Regions from separate parts of the Mus musculus genome. Here all the other regions are linked to region 2. The links are chromatin contacts, called in public HiChIP or PLAC-seq and promoter capture Hi-C maps. All regions are on one chromosome and are shown on one strand. The core of a region is the stretch at or near the end of the contact, and the rest is flanking DNA. Distances in the headings are between cores, read along the strand shown. Region 1 has its middle 7.1 kb from the start of Gm30443. Region 2 holds the start of Aff1 (AF4/FMR2 family, member 1). Region 3 has its middle 28 kb from the start of Gm30443.

Region 1 (2,960 bases), core at 449-2,948, 390 kb before region 2:
TGTGTCCCTCCCCCATTCCCAGTCACCTCCCCACCCCACCCCGGGACTCCCTCACCCAGCCTGTGGAATTACCTTGTACAGCTCCAGGACCAGAGTCAGCAGGATGTGGCTATGACCACTTTAGAAAGTTAAGCAAAATACCACGACACTGGTGACCCTTGGAAGAAGTCTTGCTAAGCGAAATAATCTCTACGGGGGGGGGGGGGGGGGAAGAAAAATATTTGCTGTGACTCCGTCTACACTTAGAGAAAGCGCAGCAGTGGTTACCTGAGGCTGGTGGGGAGGTGAGAGGGGAGGGTTTAGTTTCACCACAGGAAGAAGACTGTTCTGGAAACAGCAAGCAACAAGGGTCACACAACAGTATAGGGTGGAATGCCGCCGAACTGCATACATAAACATGGTTAACGTGGTAAGCTTTGTTATGAGTAGTTTATCACGAAAATAGATTCAAAGCTACAGTACAGTTTAGTGCAAAGCTAACGTGGCCGCCTCCATCTGTTCTGGGATAACTCACTCTCGGGCTCAATCTCTCCCACCCCGAGCTTCCCCAATTACTCTGAGCATACCTTCACTCTTCCTTGTTCTTGGCTACTTTGTGGCCTGGCTGTGGATGTTTCTTTAAAATCGAGTGTTTGAGCAGTGGGAGCCAAGAGTTGCTAAATAAATATATTTTACCAAAGTATTGCTCCCTTCTCATGGTCCTGCTGTTTGGTTTTCCCACCTCTGTGGACTCCACACCCACAGACTCAGCCTCACGTTCTCTCTAACTAGAGATCGTGGAAACTAACCTCCCTGCTCTCTCCCTGTTCCAGGGAGGCCCGATTCGATCCCGCAGCCTGGAAGCAGGAGTCTGATACCATACAGCTCCCAAGGCTCTGCATTCATTATTACTCCACTTTCCCGCTGAATAATATTGCCTTCGTTACCTACCTCGCCAGAACGCACAAACAGTGAGATATCTTTCTGCTCTTCCCAGTGACTTCGACTGTGTACGCCATGCTTGTTTCAGATACAGTCAGGAGTTACTGGGGTATTTTAGGGATCACACTATCATTACCAATCAAGGGGGTGGTGGTGTGTTTTAGAAAAAGAAAGGAAGCCAGGGATGTGTTTGGTGGAGGCGAGGTATGGTGTGGGGGGAGGGGTGTGTCTCTTCAGGCCATGTAGAAGCATCCCTTTCTGCTGAGGGACAGGCCATGGTATAGAATAGAATAGTTTATTTAGGGCAGGGGGGGGGGGGAATTGAGAGAGTAGAGACAGAAAAAGGCAGAGAGAGAGAGAAATAGAGAGAGGGAGGAAGGGAGGAGGAGGGGGGGAGGAGGAAGAGGAAGAGGAGGGAAGTTGGGAGGGGAGGGGAGTAGAAACCGGCCATGAGCACATGGAGAGAAAGTGGGGAGAGGAAAGGGGAAAGAGGAGGAAGAGGGTACGGGATCAAAAGCAAGAGGAGAAGAGCAAGAGAGGGGGTGGGCAAGCAGCCCCTTTTATGGTGAGTCAGGCATACCTGGCTGTTACCAGGTAACTATGGGGCAGAGCCTAGAGGAAATGTCTACAGGTGGTAGTTTTTAAGTTAACCACAAAACCTCTTCAAATGCAAATGTATCACTTTTTCTTTTGTTTACCTGAGTTCTAACAAACTGTATGTGCACTGTTCTGGGAATCCATGAGTCCCAGGGCAGAAACGTCAAGATGTGTAAGACCCAGAAACGTCATCTAATGCAAATTTGAGCATGCCCGCTCACTGTACTGAAAGTGTCCACAATGACATCATCTGAGTACCATTCTTTAACCCCATGATTCACATACCTGCCCCTGAGGCAGCTTCGTAAATATCCCCAGCAAGGAAGTGCACCGTGGGCTCCCTAGACCGGGTCATACCATTGATCACCGTTTTGGAAACGAAGTGAACTCCTCCGGCCCAAATCTTCCGGGACTGGAATCCATTATGATAACACATTGGAATGCCACCGCCCAATTAAAGGAAATGCGGTTTCCTCAAAGAAACTTCTCAGAATTGGAGCAGGATGGATGTAATATGAACCCAGTGCTTCCTGTAGTATCAAAAAGCTTAGTCAAAGGGACAGGAGCACAACAGAGGAGCACAGAAGTCCACCTGAGAGGGCTTGCAGTGGCTAAGGCTGGGCTAATTAGGGTGGTAACAGAGACAGCAATTCAGTAGGTTATCAGCCGGTATTTAAATAATTACCTGTGAGCTCATAGTGTTATAAGTGAATAGGTAGGGAAAGGCAGAGTGAATTCCACTTGGTAAATTCTTGGTCTTCCAGGAAGGTGGAGGTTAATTCCCCCCGCAGGCCCCCTCCTGCTTCAGTGGCCTGTTTCCAGAGAATGTAACCAGAAGCATTGAGACTTCACTAAGAAGAAATCTGGCAAGCAACAGGGGAGACTCACATCATCAACACGAGCTTGTTGGATGCCCGTATACCTGAGAGGCTGTGAGGGAAGGTGCTTCTTTCTAGAACGTTCTAATCACAAAAAGATCAGGTATCCCCAGTTCAGAGGACTTTTCTACAAAAGACCTATCCAGCTCAGTGCCTCACAGACAAGCTAGGAACCAGGACAGACCAATGGACAGGACAACTTACCATAATGCCATGTTCCAGCTTGGGTCTTAGGATAGAAAAAAAAAAAAAAAAAAAGGTATTGCTGGGGGGTGGGGGGAGTGGCGAAAAACAAAGACAAAAACAACAACAAACCTAGTGAAATCTAGATCTGAAATTTAGTTAATTGTGACAGGGTTTCTCTGTAGAGCCCTGGCTGTCCTGGAACTCACTCTGTAGAGCAGGTTGGCCTCAAACTCAGAAATCTGCCTGCCTCTGCCTCCCAACTGCTGGGATTAAAGGCATGCGCCACCACTGCCCAGCTATGGCTTGCACACTTAAAGGACTTTTAATCCCAGCACTTGGCAGGCAGATTTCTGAGTTCCAGGACAGCCTGGTCTACTG
Region 2 (3,179 bases), core at 160-2,659:
TCTCTAGGAGACATGGTCTATGAAAAACCAGCTAGTTTCTGGTTGGTTTCTCTCTCCAGTCACTTCACACTCATCTTCAGGACTGGTGCTGTGCTTGTGAGCTTAGAACAGAACAGTGCTTTCTGTGCACTTCCCGTTTGTCACAAGGAGGAGGAGGGAGGGAGGAGAGACAGAGAGACTGACATAGAGACAGAGGGAAAAACCCCGCATTTCAGAGTCAAAATTCAAAGGACTAGTTAGTTCATCAAGGGCATTCCTAAAGTACACGAGTTCTCCAAACTACTACTGTAGGTGGTGGAGAAAGCAGTGTCTGGCAACTTGTCTCACTTGCCACCACAGCCTTCATTCCTGCGAAGGCGTCAGTCGTTCTCCACCATCAGAGCTAAAGCCAGGGGAGTGAAAGACAAGCTTTGTCTTGTGTTCTTATGTAAGTAGTTCTGACCTCTGAGAGGGACTACCGGAATCTGGAAACTTGCGGTATTTAGAAACTGGGCAATCAGTTACATGAGCAATATAATGTGGTGAGTCCCGGGTCGAACCCGGAGCGCACCAAGAAAGTGTCCTTCCAGCAGCAGGCTGGTCCTCCGGGATGCCCCTGTTAAGTCTTCTCCCTGCCTTTCTGCCCATCGTTGTTTTCAGCCGCTTCCCAGGCAAAGCCTGGTGTCTTTCCTGTGTCTGAGTTGACGCAATTTTCGATTGTGCTTTCGAGCGTTTACGTTGGTTTGCATCATGGTTTTTGTTTGCGGGGGGTGGGGTGGGGTGGGGTGGAGGGGAAGCAATTCTTTTAATTTATTAGGGGACTTCCCTGAATGGCTGTCTTCTGTGTAATCGCATGTTGCCTCGAAGAGGGAAGTCGTATAAACACTTGTTTCTGGGCACTTTCAAAACTGAAAGCAAAGTTGAAGAAGGGTTGCTAGCCGATCCCTGATGTTTCCGATGGCAAGCCCCGCAGCAGCGGCCAGAAGCAGCGAAGGCAGTGATCCGATGCTCCCACTCCCAGCACATCCCCACGGCAGCAGGACCCTGAGGTCCCAGCCCGAGCGCGGGGATCTCTGTAGCGCGCGTTTGAACACAGCCGAATTGGGGGCAGCGGCGGCGGCGGAGGTGCGCGCTGCCCTTAAAAGGAGGCGGGCCGTACCACCGCGGCGCCTGCGGGGGGGTCCCGGCGAGCTCGGGCACCTCGAGGGGAGCCCAGCGCCGCGCACATCGCCCCCGAAGTGCGGGCGAACTGGGAGCCGGGACCCCGCAGCGGGCGGTGCGGACGCACCCCTTGGTCTCTGGTGACCCGACAGTGCCCCGGGGCGGCGGGCATCGCCGCTCCCTGGGCTCCAGGGAGGTGCGGCTCGCCCGGCTGCCCCCGGTGCCCGGATGTCCGTCAGGCTCGGCGCGAGCCGAGGCTCCGGGGGGCGGAGGCGGTGCTGAGGACACAGAGCTGAGGACGCGGCTGCCGAGAGCGCAGAGTCTGCGGGGCAGTATCGCCGACGGCTGCGGCCGACGCTGAGAGCGGCGCGGGCGAGAGAGCCTGCGGGGCGAGCGCGCAGATGGATTTGGGACGCCAGGCAGTGTGAGCCGAGCCATGGCAGCCCATTCCAGGTGAGGCTTGCGCAGGGGGCGTCTGGGACCCGGGAGTGGCCGCGGAGCCCGGGGCAAGGGCGGCGCGGGTGGGAGTGCCGGGGGGGGGGGGCGGGGACCGCAGGAAGCCAGCGGCTGGATCACTGCTATCTCATCCCTGAGTGTCGGGTAGAAAAGTGTGTGAACCGAGTGCAAAGGGACCGCCCGGAAAGTTAAGGTTAAAGATTCCGCTTCTGGCCCGAAGAACTGTTATTTTCGGAAAGTGAAGTTGGTTTCTCTCCTGCCGGAGCCTGGATTTTCACTGAGGTGCCTGTGCACAATCCTCCGGCTCTACTCGTTGCTGGTTTGGCGTCTTCCAAAGAAATTTGGAAGCGCACTTAATGGAAACGAGGATTCTCCCACGAGAGAGTGGTGGAGCCTGGTGAGTAATATAGTTTTTTTTTTTTTTTTTTTTTTTTTTTTTTTTTTTTCCTGCTAGAATGTACGATTCCACATAAAACGGCACAGTCAGAGTGAATCTGCTGAGTAGGCAAAGGCCGGAATGCGCTGGGTTGGTGAAGGGGAGCCTGGCTAATGACCCGCAGTTGCTGTCAGGGGAGTGCCCTGTACTGCAAGGACCGAGTCTTGCCTTCTCCCGGGTTTGAAGGTTTTGAAAGGAGCCTTAAAACTTGGCCGTACACCGGTGCCCAAGATTGAGGCTGTTGGGTGTCATCGCGCTTCGGTCTCTACAGCTGTTGGTTACGGAAAACAGGACCCGTCGAACCTTTTCAAAACTTATGCCAGAAGGCAGTGTGATTGCACAAGTTTACAATTATGGAAATGTTCTTTAGCCTTAATACTTGATTTAGGATAGTGATTTGGTAACATATCTGGACGCTGAGCTGAGGTAATTTTAGTAATTTTAGGTCTAAAGATCATGGAGAACAGTAGATTTGTAAACGTTAGAGACTGAGTAGATAGAACTTGAATTTTTCTAAGAGATAAAACTTCCTAGAAGGAACTTCTCTAAACAGAAAACCTTCTAAGTGTGTCTTACTTTAAAAACAAGTTTAATCCTCTCAACTTGGCTTAGTTGTGTCTTCATCTTATTGAGTGTTGGAAGGAAGGGGTTCCTAACGGGACAGAGGAGTAGGGGAACAGAAGTTGCACCTCAAACTTCTGCTAAATCTTAACTAAAAAGCAACCGTTAGCTTTTAGCACAAACAGAACCTGTAGATTTTCATATTACAGTGACTGCAGATGTCTTCAATCTCTAACGTTTCCCATTTGCTTGAAATTAAGGAACTGTTTGTCGTTCATGGCTAGTAATTAAAATATGTTATAGCTGGATATGGTTGCCCATGCCTTTAATCCCAGCACTTGCCTTTAATCCCAGCACTCAGAAGGCAGAGGCAGGAGGATCTCTGAGTTCTGGGGAAAGCCTTGCTCACCTTTTAATCCCAGCATTCAGAAGGCAGAGGCAGGGCGATCTCTGTGAGTTCTGGGGAAAGCCTGGTCTACAAGGAGAGTTCCAGGACAGCCAGAGCTGTTGTTTGTTACACAGAGAAACAGTCTCAACACCACCAAACCAAACTATTATGTCCTTACCTTGTCAATGGTGTATTTTA
Region 3 (3,253 bases), core at 112-2,611, 370 kb before region 2:
AACTGGCCTGCACACGTGATGAGCGGAGCTGACTCAGCTCTTCCGCAGGAGAAGTGGACTTTTAAGCAGAGGCTACAGCAGAAGCCTGGTTCTCTTATTTCATACAGTGCTATATAAACCACGCTGAACATCTGGACGTGACCATTTGAAACATGGCTAGTCTAAAGTGATCTGAACAAATGTGTATGATAACAGAGACGCCGGGCTGAAAGAATGTTCATTACTGTTCTCAAGGCTGTGGCAAAATGCCTTACAAAGCAACTTAAGGTGGGGCGTTTCTCTTGGCTCACAGTTTACATAGATTAGGAGCTGGTGTTGCAAGGCAATGGTAGAATAACTTAGTATGCAGCAGGCCCTAGATTCAAATCTCAATCACACACATCAGCACATGCACATGCTCTCTCTCTCTCTCTCTCTCTCTCTCTCTCTCTCACACACACACACACACACACACACACACACACACACACACTTGTAGAAAACTTGACAAAGCAAGTTTGGTTGGCATGTCTATGCCTGTGAGATAGCCAAGATCCTCTTGAAAAGATTGATTAGGACTGGAAATTATAAGTTGGAATTGGATAGAGGTTTTGAAATCATAAAAAGATGTCCTAGAATGATGTCTTAGTCACTATTCTATTGCTGTGAAGAGACCGACCCCATAACCAAGGCAACTCTTACAAATCACAAAAGTGGGGTGGAGTTACAGTTTTAGAGGGTTAGCCAATGATTATCATGATAGGAGGCAGGCAGGCAGGAAGGATGCTGGAGCAGTAGCTGAGTGTTTTACATCCTGATCCACAAGTACCATGCAGAGAGACACACACACATCCGCCATCAAGGACACACTTCCCAATCCTTCTGAATAGTTTGTGAGCTGAGGAGGACTAAGCTTGCAAATCTAGATGCCTATGATTGGCATTCTCCTTCAAACCCCACAGATGTGAATGAAATCGTATCTCTAAAACTGCAGAAAAAAGGATCAGAGAGTGAGAAGATGAGATCCGAGGAGGGAAATAGAGCGTGGAGGGCATGTCAGAAAACAATTCATGTTAGTATCACACCCTACTGTAAATACTGAGTTGAAAAAATAAAATAGTCTGGGCTCTATTTGCCCTTAAGAAACTGGCTAGAATGGACAACTTGACTGTCTGTGTCTAATAAAATGCCGGATTTGAGTATATCATTTGCCTTAAATTCCACAATGTGCAGGGGAGCTTGGGGTTTTTAGGTCCCTATGGCAACAGGGAAAACCTTGACCTTGCTTTTAACTCCCTTCCTCGTTTAAACAGCTGAGGTCTGGGCAAAGGAGATGGCGGAAGTGCTCTGGAGTGCTCATCAAGACTGTGGCTGCAGGCCAACAAGCAGAACACATTGGCTCTGTACTGTTAGTGACCCGGCAAACTACAGTTCTGGTGGTTTTGTGAGCCACTCAGCCCCTCAGCAGCTCTGAGACTCCTCTTTCACTCTTTCTCCCAGCGCCACTGAGTAAACAACAGGCCCAACATCCTCTGTGTGACTTCCAATCTTAGCTCCAACCACTAAGCCTAAACACTCACAGTCATCTGCACAGAACCACTCCCCTTGAGCCTTCCCTGTTGAGTCCCAGGCACTCACTCAGTTCCCAAGAGCCCTTGTCTGTCAACACCCAAAAGCTGTAGCTTGCTACAGGCCTGCACATGCTGGCAAGAGACGAGGCTTCTGGGCCGGGGAAGAAGGACTCTATCCCTTGCGGAACAGCGGACAGCATGTGGTTCATGTTCCTGCCATTTGGTCTGCACTTGTCTGGGGAGTGTGGTGTGAAGCAGCGACGGGGACTTTTGCATTGGTACTTGGTCCACACACCTGCTAAGAGACTGAGCCCGGCAAACACCAGCAGCTTAGAGCTGCTGCCAGACCTGCAAACCTTTGTCCTGGGAGGAAACTTATCTTTGTGAAAGGGAGCAAACAAACCTGCCCTCTGCTCTAGCGACAGAGATGCTCCTCTTGCAAGGTTGTTCTCTATACAAGCGCCCATGAAAAGAGAATCCCAAGGGTTCAGCCATTCTTCCCAGGGCTGTGCAGCAACATGAGCTCTATGGAGAACTCTCTCCCTCCCAGTCCGAGGCTCATACCATCCTTCCTTTTCCCTCTCTGAAACTCCTTCTTGCACACCTTTTATAGATATATTTATTATAAACCACTCTCATTATATTTTAATAAATCAATATTCCTTAATGACAGATTTCTACTCTTAAACCCATAAACATAAAATGCTGGCCAGAACTGCCATGATAACAAAGTATTGCAGGAGAGAGGAAGCTTGTTAGATAGCTCATGGACAGAAGGAAGTAAAAAAAAAAAAAAAATAATAAGAAATTAACATTACTTCATTCTGCCTGTATTGTGAGATCACTAAAGAGTAGAAAACACGGGCTGGTGAGATGGCTCAGTGGGTAAGAGCACCCGACTGCTCTTCCGAAGGTCAGGAGTTCAAATCCCAGCAACCACATGGTGGCTCACAACCATCCGTAACGAGATCTGACTCCCTCTTCTGGAGTGTCTGAAGACAGCTACAGTGTACTTACATATAAATAAATTAATCTTAAAAAAAAAAAAAAAAAAAAAAGAGTAGAAAACACAGACCTTTATGAAATATAAGATACTGACATGATCATTATTTCCCTAAACCGTACCACCATGGTTAAATGACTTCACACACTCCAATCTCCCCAAGGAAGGGGCTAAAGCGTGTCCTCAAAATCCCAGCACCACAAGGGAGATCTTGAGTTTAAGACCAGCCTGACCTATGTAATAGGAACTTGGTAAGGAAGAAAAGAGAAGAAACAAGGAGAGAAGGGACAGAGGGAAGGATAGAGAGGGAAGGAGGAAGGGAGGAGCAGAAGGAGGAAGAGAGGGAGGGAGAAGGGGAGAGAGTGGGAGGGAGAGAGGGAGGGAGGGAAGGAGGAAGGAAGGGAGGGAGGAGAGAGAAAGAAATTTAAAAAAAAAACAAAACCAAACCCTCTTCCTGTTCTTGAGCATCTAAGTCCAATCATTTTTATTTCAGATTGTATCCAAAATGTCGTCACTCCTCACCATTTCTACAGCCACTAATTTAATTGGTCCTTTTATGATTTCCACCCTTACTAATGCCACATCGTCCTATGTGGGCACTTTCCCATCAGCCCCCTGCAGTCTGTCCTCTAACATTCCTGTTATAATTTCCTTTCTTACTAACCAAATATGATGATCTCTTTCCCGTTGTCTCTGATTT

What was found. Promoter capture Hi-C pulls out the DNA fragments that hold promoters and counts their contacts. HiChIP or PLAC-seq counts read pairs in DNA pulled down with a chosen protein or histone mark.
Region 1: a contact with region 2 is called in a FOXA1 HiChIP or PLAC-seq map of pancreatic cancer cells. The contact joins the enhancer-like site here to the promoter of Aff1 in region 2. A contact is called at or near these places in 6 of 484 Hi-C or Micro-C datasets (CD4 T cells, CD8 T cells, cerebral cortex and 1 more) and 17 of 115 datasets of contacts at active chromatin or transcription factors (T-cell acute lymphoblastic leukemia, craniofacial prominence, effector CD8 T cells and 13 more).
Region 3: a promoter capture Hi-C map of the SN4741 cell line shows a contact between it and region 2, with 3 times the contacts expected there. The contact joins the enhancer-like site here to the promoter of Aff1 in region 2. A contact is called at or near these places in 1 of 39 promoter capture datasets (the SN4741 cell line), 2 of 484 Hi-C or Micro-C datasets (CD4 T cells and nephron progenitors) and 8 of 115 datasets of contacts at active chromatin or transcription factors (effector CD8 T cells, embryonic basal ganglia, embryonic midbrain and 5 more).

Annotation. Positions count from the first base shown.
Region 1 is chr5:103,365,588-103,368,547 of GRCm38.p6, forward strand. No RefSeq gene overlaps it. Among named protein-coding and RNA genes, the nearest start is that of Gm30443, 7.1 kb to the left of the region's middle. Within about 2 kb of position 1,699, at least 53 of the 459 cell types and tissues checked have an H3K27ac peak or open chromatin away from gene starts, as enhancers often do. A contact at or near this core is called in CD8 T cells, effector CD8 T cells, memory CD8 T cells and 1 more, where this site is marked.
Region 2 is chr5:103,752,753-103,755,931 of GRCm38.p6, forward strand. Aff1 (AF4/FMR2 family, member 1) reads left to right here and starts at 1,410. Exons shown (of 20, transcript NM_133919.4): 1 at 1,410-1,593. The coding sequence starts at 1,577.
Region 3 is chr5:103,386,285-103,389,537 of GRCm38.p6, forward strand. No RefSeq gene overlaps it. Among named protein-coding and RNA genes, the nearest start is that of Gm30443, 28 kb to the left of the region's middle. Within about 2 kb of position 1,362, at least 93 of the 459 cell types and tissues checked have an H3K27ac peak or open chromatin away from gene starts, as enhancers often do. A contact at or near this core is called in the SN4741 cell line, nephron progenitors and stem cell-derived neural progenitor cells, where this site is marked.